Regions from separate parts of the Mus musculus genome. Here region 1 is linked to region 2. Evidence: chromatin contacts called from public promoter capture Hi-C data. All regions are on one chromosome and are shown on one strand. Each heading gives the region's core, a stretch centred on a gene start, on an enhancer-like site or on the middle of the called end of the contact. The rest is flanking DNA. Distances are from core to core; before and after follow the strand shown. Region 1 holds the start of D3Ertd751e (DNA segment, Chr 3, ERATO Doi 751, expressed). Region 2 has its middle 56 kb from the start of Gm40038.

Region 1 (6,320 bases), core at 3,368-5,867, 510 kb before region 2:
AGGATAGCACAAGGCGGTCAGAGAACAAACCTGAAACCATTTAATTTCCTGGTCTGTCTTTTGGCCTTAATTTGATAAGTGAGATTACCTGACAACAGAATGTAAATATTAAATCTCACACTGACAGTATTTCTCCAGTAAGTGGCACACTCTAAAATCCCTACACAGGAGGCTTTTACAATAAAATGGCAATTTAAAGATTCTTAAAGGACAAAATGGGGACTGTGAACTTTTTTTATAGAAGATGATATACGTAAAGAAAGGAAACATGGCAGCAACACAAACATCTGTATTTGGGCCTACCATTTTTCTCTGTTCTGCTTGTATATTGGAGCCCCATGGGTAATGGGAGGAAAGTCAGAATGACGGATGGTTAGGCAAGATCAGAAACTGCGTCAGTTGTTCAAAAGCATATTACTTCCTAACAGCAAGATAAAATAATAGTTCTCTGAGAGGTTATTAGAAAAAGATTTATGTTTGTAATAAAATGCAATACTTCTACTTACCTTCATAATTCCACAGTTCACTGAAAGGCTTTCCTGGTTCTCCGAGAGGGGATGGAGGATCATTGAATAATGGAGCACTAACCTCCATCTTCACTCCCTGCTCACACGGACTCAGCCTGACACACACTGGCTCATGTCTCACTGGGAAACCATCCCAAGTGTATTCGATTTTAAAATCCATCTAAAGGAAAATTCGAACAAATTTGTTAACAACATAGAACCGTTCAACAATGAAATGACAATTGAAACAGAGATGGCAAGTCAGCCCAAGGTGCTAGGAGTCAAAGGTTATCTGGGCCATAGAAACTTAGGAACTCTGAATTCTATTCCAGAATACAACTGGAGCCTAAAAGCTTCATGACTTTTAGTCTGGATGTAGCTCTGTTTCTTTGTGTATGCAAAAAACGTCACTGTGAATGTTATGACTAAGTCCACTGCAGAAATTTTACATGTACTTAACTATATGAGTTTATGTTTTTCCATATTTAGCCAAGATTTAATCATTTGTGTAAAAATAAATATATCCATCTCATTAGTACACAAATTTGTTTTGTTTCTGACAGATGTTAACATAACATTATATGTATGTATGTATATATATATATATGTAAATATATACATATATAAAATCATTATCAGTAGGTATATTTCTATTTTTCTTAGCATTTATTAATGCACTCTTATAACATTTCATACATATATAGTATACTGATCATCTTCAATCCCTTATTACTATATCATGTTCATGTTCCCCCTGCAATGTTCCCCTCCTTCTATTTTCACATATTGTCTCTATTGTTCTCTTTTTCTTTAATAAGACACATTCATGCATAAATATGCATAAATACATAAATATAATATGCTGGGTCCATGTAGTGTTGCATTATGTATAATGTATATAGGTAAATACATGAGCAGACTTTAATGTATACATGTTCATATGGAAATAGCTTCAAGTATGGGTATAATATTTAGAAAGGAGTCTAAGGGCAAGTAATACTAAGTGACGAGGAAAGGCAGTGGCAGACAAAAGGACACAAGTCATGAAGAGGATGTAAGCTAATTGCTTTTCTAGCCTCAACTTTGTCACAGCTTTTTTGGGGGAGCGGGGTTGTTTGTTTGTTGATGGTGGAGAAGTACATAAAAACGTAGTTGGTAGTGAGAGGGTAAAGCCCTGAATGAGGCCACCCTGGGTGTTCTGAAGGTACTGCACAGCAATGCAAAGCCTTTGGGAGTGTGGGACTATTTGTTTGACAGGCTGCCTTAACTCGGTTATGTATTTTATTTGTGAGCTCATTACAATAAAAATTACAAATGAATAAGGTGAAAATATTTCAAAGTCCAACCGCTTAATGTTAGACCTCATAAACCTTCATCACTCTGATGAACCATCAGTCAGAATTAATACTTCCAAGTTGATCACTAGCCTACTACAGTTTTACTAGCAGCTTTCTTAAAACAAGGTTGTTAAGCTGTAGTTTTCACTTTTAGCTTATCTTCTTCGACTTATACTTTAAAAAGAGTTAAAACTTCAATTGTTTTAATTTCTACGTAAGGAAATCAAAAGAGAGACACGTTTGCTTGGGAGACAAAAAAAAAAAGTTTAAAAGAAATGTTAAGGAATATTTGTTTCAATAAAATGATTTTTAAGGAAAATTTCCAAGTTCCTTCATTTACAAAAAAAAACAAAAACAAAAAACAAAATCTTTAATTTTTTATTACAGTCCATACTGCTTTTTAGTTCGCATCTGACACTGCAGCACACATTTCTAAAAGAAAAGGAGGGAGAAGAAAGTAAAGTCAGGGAACCTGCCAGCTGGAGGCAATGGGACTATCAAATGGTTTCAGTCCAAGTAAAGACAGACTTTGAAGAGATGCTCAAAGGACATACCAATAGGAACCGATAGGACACAGACCTGGAAGCTCTTCTAAGTTTGGTGCTAGCTGTGGTCTCTGGCCCAGGTCTGAGCAGTGAGCTCCCTCTTAGGCTCTGCCCAGTTGCTCCTGCGTTCTAGAGGGAGGAACTAGGAATTCTGAAACAGACAAACCTGATTTTTCAGTGAAAATGTTGAGAGGACACACAAAGGAACATCTGAAGGTTTTTAATCACACCATTTGAATTCTGGGTGCTTATGTCTTTTTAATTGTTTTAAGGGGGAAGGCTAACTCAGCAACACATTACAACACATTATAAAACCATTTGAAAAATGAACAGTAAATCACTGGAGATTATAATAAAACATGTAAAGTAGCCATTCATTTATTGCAATTAGAAGCTAGCTATAAACATTAAAACATTCAGCATAATTTATATCACATGGTGGTCAACGGTTGTGATACTGAAGCCATATTTTCTGGGCTCAAATTCTTGCTGTGATGAGCTAGCTTTCCAATTCGCTTACTTAGATTCCTATTTCATATGTTCTGAAGGTTTGCTAGACAGAAGCCTAGCATGTTTAATGTCAATACTAGATGTTTAGTGTCAATTTATTAAAATTACCAGTGAAACCTGCCATTAGTTTTCAATGCATGAAACTTCAACTGGCTTGTGCTTATTTTGACCATGATCATATAAAAACAAGCACTTCAAGTGCAAATATCAAAGTTCTATTTCACTACTCAGTTTAGACAAAACCATTGATAATTTTAATACAGAAGTCACACTTGGCTTTCTTCACCCTAATATATTCCTACCAAATGTAGGAAAATCTTTTTGAGTCAATAAAAAATGTTCCTCAGAAAGTACCCTATAGTGAACCTAAAAAAGAAATGGAGCTTGCACAATCAGTGTGTTTTTTTTTTTTTTGTTACGTTTATGGCCACTAAAAACCAGACCGGGTTGAATTTTCACTGATTCAAAGCTAAACTAACCCTTTGCATGGCTAGTGCCAACACATACATATTTAGCAGCGACTCTTTTTAGAGGAATGAGGGTAACACTGTTGATACTGTTTTATGAGTACAAGATTACTAAACGTCTTCAACGGTTAAACAAAAAGCCAAACTTCATCCAGGGCATACATGCCTTTTGTTTTGTTTTTGTGTGTGTCCACGTGGGGGAGTACGTCTATAGCTGTGTATGGACTGAGCTTGAGGCAGAGTATCAGTGGGATGTCATTCTCAAAGGCTGTTCACCTTTTTTAACCTACCTTTATTTTCACCAGATATTATCAAACAGGAAAAAAAAATCTTATTAACATGCCTGATTTTACTTTTTGCGACAATGACTTACTGACTCTGGAGTCACTTTCAAATTTGTCTAGGCTGCTGGATAGAGAGCACCCTTTTCCCTCATCCTGTCTGCTCCTCTCAAGCACTACTATTAAAGGCCATTTAATCTTTAAATTAAAGGGGATTTGCTTGGCTTTTTATGTGGGTGCTGGGGAATTCCAGGCAAGCACTTCATAACCAAGCTATCTCAGGCCCTGAGCATATTTAAAGAAACTGTATTTCAATGCATAAAAATATAATCAATTAAAAGCCTCAAAAGCCAATGATAAACTTCAAGTGAGCATTTTTTTATCGCTAATGTCTTTTGCCCCCAATATTTTGTGTATGTTTTATGTTTCAAGCTTTACAGCTCAAATACTCATAATATCACTTCGTAAAACTGTGAACGGTAGTTTATGCCCCAGTACAAATTTCATTTTATTTTTGCAGAATTTTATCTTTCCTTAAATCCGAAGAAACATCTCTGAAATACCTGCTAGATTTGCAGGCTATCCTGGATCCTGACCAGGTGCCTTCTTGAAGCCACAGGGTTAAATATTGGACAATAGTTCTCTTTTCTAGGCACAAGAACCAGTTTCAGACCTAGGAGCGACAGCTCTAAACTGGGGGGCGGGGTGAGGGGACCTTGAGTCACCTCAGCCCGAGGACTCACAGACCTCTCTGCACAGACTCCCACAGACGCTTAGTGTCTGCAAAACCAAGACTCGGGGGTGGGCAATGAAAATCCCTACCTAGTTAGTGCCTGCTCCTATCACAGTTTCCATACAAAAAAAAAAAAATTAATTAAATTAAAAATGCGCCACACTACCTCAGACAGACACTCGCTGCGCCACTGCGGAAGGCGCCAAGCAACCCACTCAGCCCCCAACGCGGCCTCAGGGACCCGCCCACCGCCTGACAGATAGCCAATCACCTGCCTGCGCCTGAGACGGCGCAATGACGCCTACCGACGCACGCGTGATGACGGACGCGGCGTCACCGTCTCCAAGGAACGGTCTGGGGCACCGCTTTCAAAGTCGCAGGGCGGGCCGAGTGGACTCCGCGGCCGCTCCTGCTTTCCCGCGGCCCTGGCGTCGCCCCTCAGCCGGCGGGGACGCTGCCGCCCAGCCAGGCGCGTCGCAGGGTCATCCTCCCGCGCGGTCTGACGGGAACTCGGCGCCCTCCGGCCGCGCGCGGCTCCGCGGCCCTTCTCGTCCGGCCGGGTCCGGCCGAGCGCGGAACGGAGTCTGAGGCGCGTCGCCTGGGTTCCGCGGAGCGGCGGGCCGGGCTGCGCCGCCGCGTGAGTGGGATGCTGATGTCTCCGCGCCAGGGCTCGGCTGCCCCTGCGACCCCTTAGCTTTTTGTTTGCCCTCACAGCGGGAGGCTGCTTTTTTGTTGTTGTTCGATTGCTTGCTTGTTTGAGAAATACCTTCTTTCCCCCCTGCGAGGAATCGATAAACGTGATGAAAACTCCAAACTAAAATATCGAAATGGCCACAGAAATCGACTTACTGAGAGACCAAAGTAAGCGCGCTCTGTTCCCTGATGGAAAATTCATCTGTAAGGTGCAGTGTCGCTATCGTTGACCTACTAATGTGTTGTGAATGCTGGTCGGGTCCCAGCGTGAAAAATGTTAAAAACTTAAAAAGAAGTGCTCTGCACAAAATGCTTGGTGATGTACATGAGGCTATGTATGTACTTAACGAAGCTGAGACGCTAGTAAATACTTGTAGAATATTCCTTGAGCGTGCACTGGAGTCGGCCAGGCACGAAATAGATTTGTAATGCAATGCGTCTGTTGTGCTCGAAGAAACTGGAGGGCTGATGGCCAGGAAGAGTTTCCAAGCCTGCAGGTTAGGACCTCCAGGCATTGCTCAGGTCGTTAGTTTAAAAGATGTTGACCTATGTTTCATTACGTGCCAGGTGCTATACATGTAGCTGATGTAAGGAGATTCTTGTTCTCCAAGCATGTAGCTGGCAGAAGGAGATACATAAATACCAAAAATACACTGAAGCAGCAGCAACTGCCGACTCGTTTGCATCAGATTCCAAGTAGTTGATGGAATTATTGAGCAAACATTGAAATAGCATCTACTAACATGGAGCTAAACAAATATTGACTATTATGCGGTTATTAAACTACTTCCAGAGGAGATGCCATTTGGACAGAATCTTGACATACCACTATGTGTTTACTGATAAGAAAGGTTTAGGTGTCCAAATTATTGGCAACATTGAGGAATTGGTAGTAATGCTTTGTTTAAAAACAAGACAGTTGCCTTGAACACTACATAGAGGTTTATAGAGGAGTACAGTTCGTTAGCTGCAGTTGTAATCATAGGTAAGAAGGATACCTATAGGACCTAAGGAAGATGTAGAGATTGAAGGCTGAGAGATTTGAAAGAGAAAGAGAGAAACTCAGGTATTTTCTTGAGCTACAGAGAAGGTTGGGGAAACATGCTGAACTCTACATTGAGACCAGAAGTAAGGACATACTCTTTAGATTTGTTTCTGTACATATATTGCCTAGCTCTCACATTTTACAAGTTTGATCTTGGTCAAAATTCTTAGCTTCTCTGTGCCTATGGTTAATACATGTTAAAT
Region 2 (5,715 bases), core at 2,820-5,319:
CAGGGAGTAAAGACTGAATCACCATAGCTGGGCTCTGAAGTGGCACACCGCTCTATAGCAACTGATTCTGTGAGGTTCTGCAAGCGTTAGAAACATGAGCAGGCCCCCACACTAGAAAGACATGTGCCCCCATGTGACAGATGGCATTAGGATGTACTACAACTGGTGACTTTGATCAAGTGGAAAACCTTGACATTTACACAAAAGAATGAGGCCATTTTAATGACATAAATCATCTTTAGGTCGATTTTTGTTTTCAGTCCCTGTGAACCCAAAAGCATAAAGGTCTGTCATTCAAGAAGGGACTGCATAGAGGCAACTTCTGAATCTTCCAAGGAGGTGCAGCAGTTCTGTATATATGTCCACAACCTGATTCTCTTCTTCCCAGGGCTCTACAAACACTTCACTCCTCTACCTTCTTAAGATCAAACTGGCCCATGTCTTAGTTTGGCAAAGGAAATACCAGATGTGATGTGTGTCACTCCTGGAACACAGACCGAGATGGCAAACAATCCACCAATTGGGTCTCAAAGCTGCTCAGCCAAGTAGATGCTCCACGAAGCTTTGGAAGTTGTTGTTATCCCAGTATGACTTCATTTCTCCTCCAGGTAGGGGGAGTCTATTGGAGACGTAACTAAGGGGAGCACAGCATGAGATCAAAGGTTGAACTGTCCTGGCCTCTTCCGAGCCCACAGGCAAATGTCTTGAAGGGTTCTTCCTGAAGTGGGCATGAGATCAGTGTCATCAGACTGGGCATAATAAATCTATACACTTTCAACTGCTCACTGAGAAGGCTCTAAATCACAGGGAACTATGTGAGAAGTCTCCTGAGCTGACATGAAATTGAGATTCATTAGGTGAACACTGTTTGCACAGTGATCATCCACTTCTCTGAGAGGGCCATGTTCCAAGATCACCCCTGGATGACTGATGCTTCAGATGATAGCAGAGCCTTCAGACTCCTCTATGGGCACAGTCTGATAGCACAGTGGCTACCCCACAGTGGGGCGAACAGATCACTTGGCCTAAATGACTCGTGTTCCCGACAGGATGCAATGGTGATACGAGATTCCACAAAGCCACCCAGAGTGGCGTATAACTTCAAATATAAATTATTCATCTCTAGAACTTCCCATATCCCTGATCGTGGCTGACTGAGAAGCTACTGGGAGTGAAACAATGAGCAAGTGGAAGACCCTTGAGTTAGACATGCCAGGAAGAGAGAAGAGGCTAGAACACTCTATTTCTTTCTATCATAGAACTCATAATCCACCTATTCCATTCAAACTTTCAACTGGAGACAACAGGTAATAAAAATCTTTAGACAATGATCCGTGTAATACTGCAAAGCAACAGGATGGGTGACCAAATTCACTGTCCACAGAAGGTTCTGCAGGTGTACTTGGCGACTTTTGTCACCTCTGAAGACCTAACCACAATCTGTGCTCATGTCACAGACCATATGTTCCTGTTGGCATCTATGGCTGACACTGGCTCTGAATGAAGGAATAGAGGCGGGGTGTTCAGATTCTCAAGACAAGTAGCTGAGGAGAAGAGAGCACTTCCCAGTCCTGGGGTGCAAGTGGAAAAGACCAAACACTAACACTCTGTCTGTGGGGCCTGCCTTGCTTTGCCAGAGTCCCTCGGCATGACAAGGAGATGCCTGGAGGAAAGCAGAGCAGGGCCATGAGGCCATAGCATCTCTCTGGCCTGTGTCTACCATGAACTGTGTGCCCCTGCTCCAGATGGCTTGGCTCTACCAGCCAGGGCTGTGGCCAACTCACTGGGCAACAACCAATGCACTGATTGCCATATTCACCATGGGCACCGAGCAGTAGTATTCGACCTGTCTCTTAAACAAAGTATTAAGTGTCACTGAGGAAGATTTGCTTATTACACAGAGACTGGTATCTAATCTCTCCCAACCCAAACAAACACATGTTGTGCAAAGTTACATGCCACCACAGTTAAAACAGAGGTTCTGCACTTCAGCTGTCTGGAATCATTGAAGACTAGATGATTGTGGATGACTGAATTTCCACAAACATGGAGAGTTAAGAGTTCAAGCCTCAGGCCAGGCAGTGGTGGCACATGCCTTTAATCCCAGCACTTGGGAGGCAGAGGCAGGAGTATTCCTGAGTTCGAGGCCAGCGTGGTCTACAAAGTGAGTTCCAGGACAGCCAGGGCTACACAGAGAAACCCTGTCTCAAAAAACCAAAAAAGGAAAAAAAAAAAAAAGTTCAACCCTCTGGGCTGTGCAAAGGTGGTTCAGTGACTAAGAATAGTTGCTGCTCTTGCAGAGGACCAACATTTGGGTCCCAGCATCCACGCAGCAGCTTACAAATACCTGTAACTCCAGTTACAGGGTATCCAATACCCTCTTCTAGCCTCCAAGAGCACATTGATACATGTAATGCACATACAAACAAGCAGGCACACACAGATAGATAGATAGATAGATAGATAGATAGATAGATAGATAGATAGATAGATAGATAGATAGAGATGATAGATAGATAGATAGATAGATAGATAGATAGATAGATAGATAGATAGATAGATAGATAGATAGATAGATATAGATGATAGATAGATAGATAGATAGATAGATAGATAGATAGATAGATAGATAGATAGATAGATAGATAGATAGATGGATGGATGGATGGATGGATGGATGGATGGATGGATGGATGGATGGATAGATAGATAGATAGATAGATAGATAGATAGATAGATAGATAGATAGATAGACAGACAGATATTTAAAGAGTTCAACTGTCCTCAAGTCTGAGAAACCCGTCAGAGAATGATAGCAGGGTGCCCACCATTGCTGAGCCTGGGAGAACATTATCACTCTCAGTAATTTGCCAGTGTCTTCAACATTCCTCCTGAGAAGAAGGGCAGCTCTTTCTGAAGGTGATGATGCTTGGGCAGCATTCCTCTGGTGGCCTGGCTCCAAAGCTCTCTACAGACAGATGTGTAGTGTGCCAGTTCATTCTCCTCTTCCTCCTTGCCCTGACCATCAACTGGAAATCTTGAGTGTGTAGTCATTGAGTAACAGCTTCATAGATCAGACACTGAAACGCTGTATACAGGAAACACAAACCATGTGGCCGTGTTCCTGGACTGAGGACAGATTGTTGAGGTCACAAGGCTGAAGAAATGAGCCAATGAGAAGATGCTGGGTCAAAGCCAAGTCAAGTGGGATCCCACAATGATGGACACAGAGTCCTAGCCTCTGTAATGGATAAGGTGGACATAGGAAGTCCCTGAGTTGGCCCTAGGTCCTAGGTGCTGTGGCCTGCCATGGGACACTAGTTATCCATAACAGTCTTGCCCCTGAATCACGTTCAAAACCCTGTCAGCAGGCCACCTCAGTGTGTCCCAGCAATTGCTCTCCAAATATTCAGGCAGGATACATGAAGAAGGGTGGGTCCCAGAGACCTAGACGCTGACCTGTCTACCCAGCCTTGACGCTCCCTCGTGTATGTCAGCAAATGCTTTTCGTGTCAGGCATCTGATACTTAGCATGGCAGGTTATACTGTCACTCATTCCTGCAGGGTTTGACGCTGTCTCAACATCTATTTGCTCTGCAGAATATTTTTAGCAGGAGATTGGGAGAAGGGTTGCTGAGAGAGTCGGTGGGGAAGAAAAAAAGCTGTCCTGATGTAGGCTGTGTCACATTCTCAATGCTGAGCTAAGTGCCTTGAACACATACATGTTCAAAGCGCAATTGCTAATAATGCAATTCCCACCTCCCCATGTTTATAAAAAGGAAGGACAGGAATTGAAAATAAGGCTCAGGGGATCCCTGGCAACTGCAGATCTTCCTTCCTCCCTCCAGGAGAAAGCCAGGGAACACCTAAGTGGTCTTAGAAAGATATGGCACAGAACAGGGGATTTCAAGGGGAAAAAAAAAGAAACCCTTTTCAAATACGTTTCAAACAGTCAACGCGCCTGTTTCCGGAACTCTCCAGAAGAACTGAGAGCTGAGAATGCTATGCCTCCCCCACCTCCACCCTCTAAACTGGCTTTCAGGTGACGCAATGACAAGACCTCTGCGGTGAGCTGTCTGGAGGGACACAGCCAGTCATCAGAGCAGGGGTGCTGCCATCTCTTGGATGTTCATGGCCAGAGCAAGACTCTGTCCCAGAAAGGATGGATTTCAGTGATAATATGAAATGTTACCGGGCAATCTGTTCTGAAATAATTGCTCTGCATGTTGGCCTTCTTTTCCTTTTTAGAATTTCAAAGGCATGGCAGGCGGAAAGCAGAGGCAGCCTGAGGGGCACCTAAATGACTAAATCCAGCCCACCACAAACCTAACTGCACAAAAGCTCTTCTCAATTAGTGGAATGCAATTAATGGTATTGTCGAAACACTCCTGTCACTTCAATCCAGTGCTATTTAGAGCTTCAATTTAGAACTGTGTGCAGATTTTAGGATGTGCAGTTTCTTAGCCACTGTGAGCAGTAACACCTAATCCCCGAGATTCACCTAAGTTTCAACATAGAGAGTAATGGCAGCCTTCTTTCCCATCCTTACACACACAGACACACATCCACTCACACACATGCACTCAGACATACACATACACACACAATCTTATATACACATTTTGGGGTACATACACATAGGCTCAATTTTACTCTCATACAGATACATACAGGCACATATACACAGAGGCTCATACACACAAAGATATATATTTTCTTTCTCTCTCTCTCTCTCTCTCTCATATATATATATACATACACACATATACATATATACATATATATGCAGAAGCACACACAGATGTTCACACATATATACATACACATATACCCAAGCATACATGCACACAGGGCTCATGTATTCATTCAAATATATAAATATATATATATATATATATATATATATATATACACACACACACACATATCCTCTCTTTCTTTAATACACACACACACAGAGGCTCATATACACACTAACATGCATGTATACACCCACACAGGCACACATAAATACAGTCTCCTGTACTCATTCACTGGAGAGCATCCCAGCTCAGCCATCACAACATCCCCCTCCCCAGTGGAAAACTGGATGTGTCCACATTGGAAATATCTAGGGTGTTCTGAAGTAGGATACAAATTCCAAGGCTTTCATTGCATGATGGTCCTTTTGAAATATTTATATTGATTGGCCCAGTTCCTGAGAGGAAATAGGTGTTTCTCTGATTCTCCCAAGTATAGGTCATTTTAGCTGTTGGCTTGTCATATATTTTTTTTAATCTCCACATTTCCCTGCAGATGTGAAAGGAAGATTTAAACAGCAATGTTAGCTGCTTTGGGCTAGATTTTCAAAGCTACGCCAGGGGAGGTGAAAGCACAAATCCTGTTATTGTTACAGGATTAATGCACAGAAGTCCCAGAATACCACTTTGGAAATGTAGCCTAGGAATATTATTTTAATATACTGTGTGTTATTTTTAGACCCAGCTATAGTCCAATTATCAGCTGGTGTATCAAAATGGAGACAAGACAGAGCTGTCGTTAATCCAGAATTCTAGTGAGATTTTTGGTATTTGTGTTTTCTTATCTCTTAGATATCTGGATTATTTGGAAGGAAAATTGGACAGAAACCACTGCAGCTGTTCCCTACCTGTTCTGTTGCTATAGAGGCTGCTGCTTAGAGTGCTGGTTCTATAGAATGTTTTGGCCCAGTTCCCT

What was found. Promoter capture Hi-C pulls out the DNA fragments that hold promoters and counts their contacts.
Region 1: a contact with region 2 is called in a promoter capture Hi-C map of hematopoietic stem and progenitor cells, with 2.3 times the contacts expected there. The contact joins the promoter of D3Ertd751e here to the enhancer-like site in region 2. A contact is called at or near these places in 8 of 39 promoter capture datasets (the 3T3-L1 cell line, 3T3-L1-derived adipocytes, hematopoietic stem and progenitor cells and 3 more), 2 of 484 Hi-C or Micro-C datasets (brown adipocytes and macrophages), 1 of 115 datasets of contacts at active chromatin or transcription factors (astrocytes) and 4 of 9 other capture datasets (adipose tissue, liver, macrophages and 1 more).

Annotation. Positions count from the first base shown.
Region 1 is chr3:41,740,915-41,747,234 of GRCm38.p6, reverse strand. D3Ertd751e (DNA segment, Chr 3, ERATO Doi 751, expressed) reads right to left here and starts at 4,617. Exons shown (of 6, transcript NM_001099785.1): 1 at 4,546-4,617; 2 at 507-687. The coding sequence starts at 687. It overlaps Sclt1 (sodium channel and clathrin linker 1), which reads left to right and starts at 4,721. Exons shown (of 21, transcript NM_001081411.1): 1 at 4,721-5,240. The coding sequence starts at 5,207.
Region 2 is chr3:41,227,060-41,232,774 of GRCm38.p6, reverse strand. No RefSeq gene overlaps it. Among named protein-coding and RNA genes, the nearest start is that of Gm40038, 56 kb to the right of the region's middle. Within about 2 kb of position 4,069, at least 65 of the 459 cell types and tissues checked have an H3K27ac peak or open chromatin away from gene starts, as enhancers often do. A contact at or near this core is called in brown adipocytes and hematopoietic stem and progenitor cells, where this site is marked.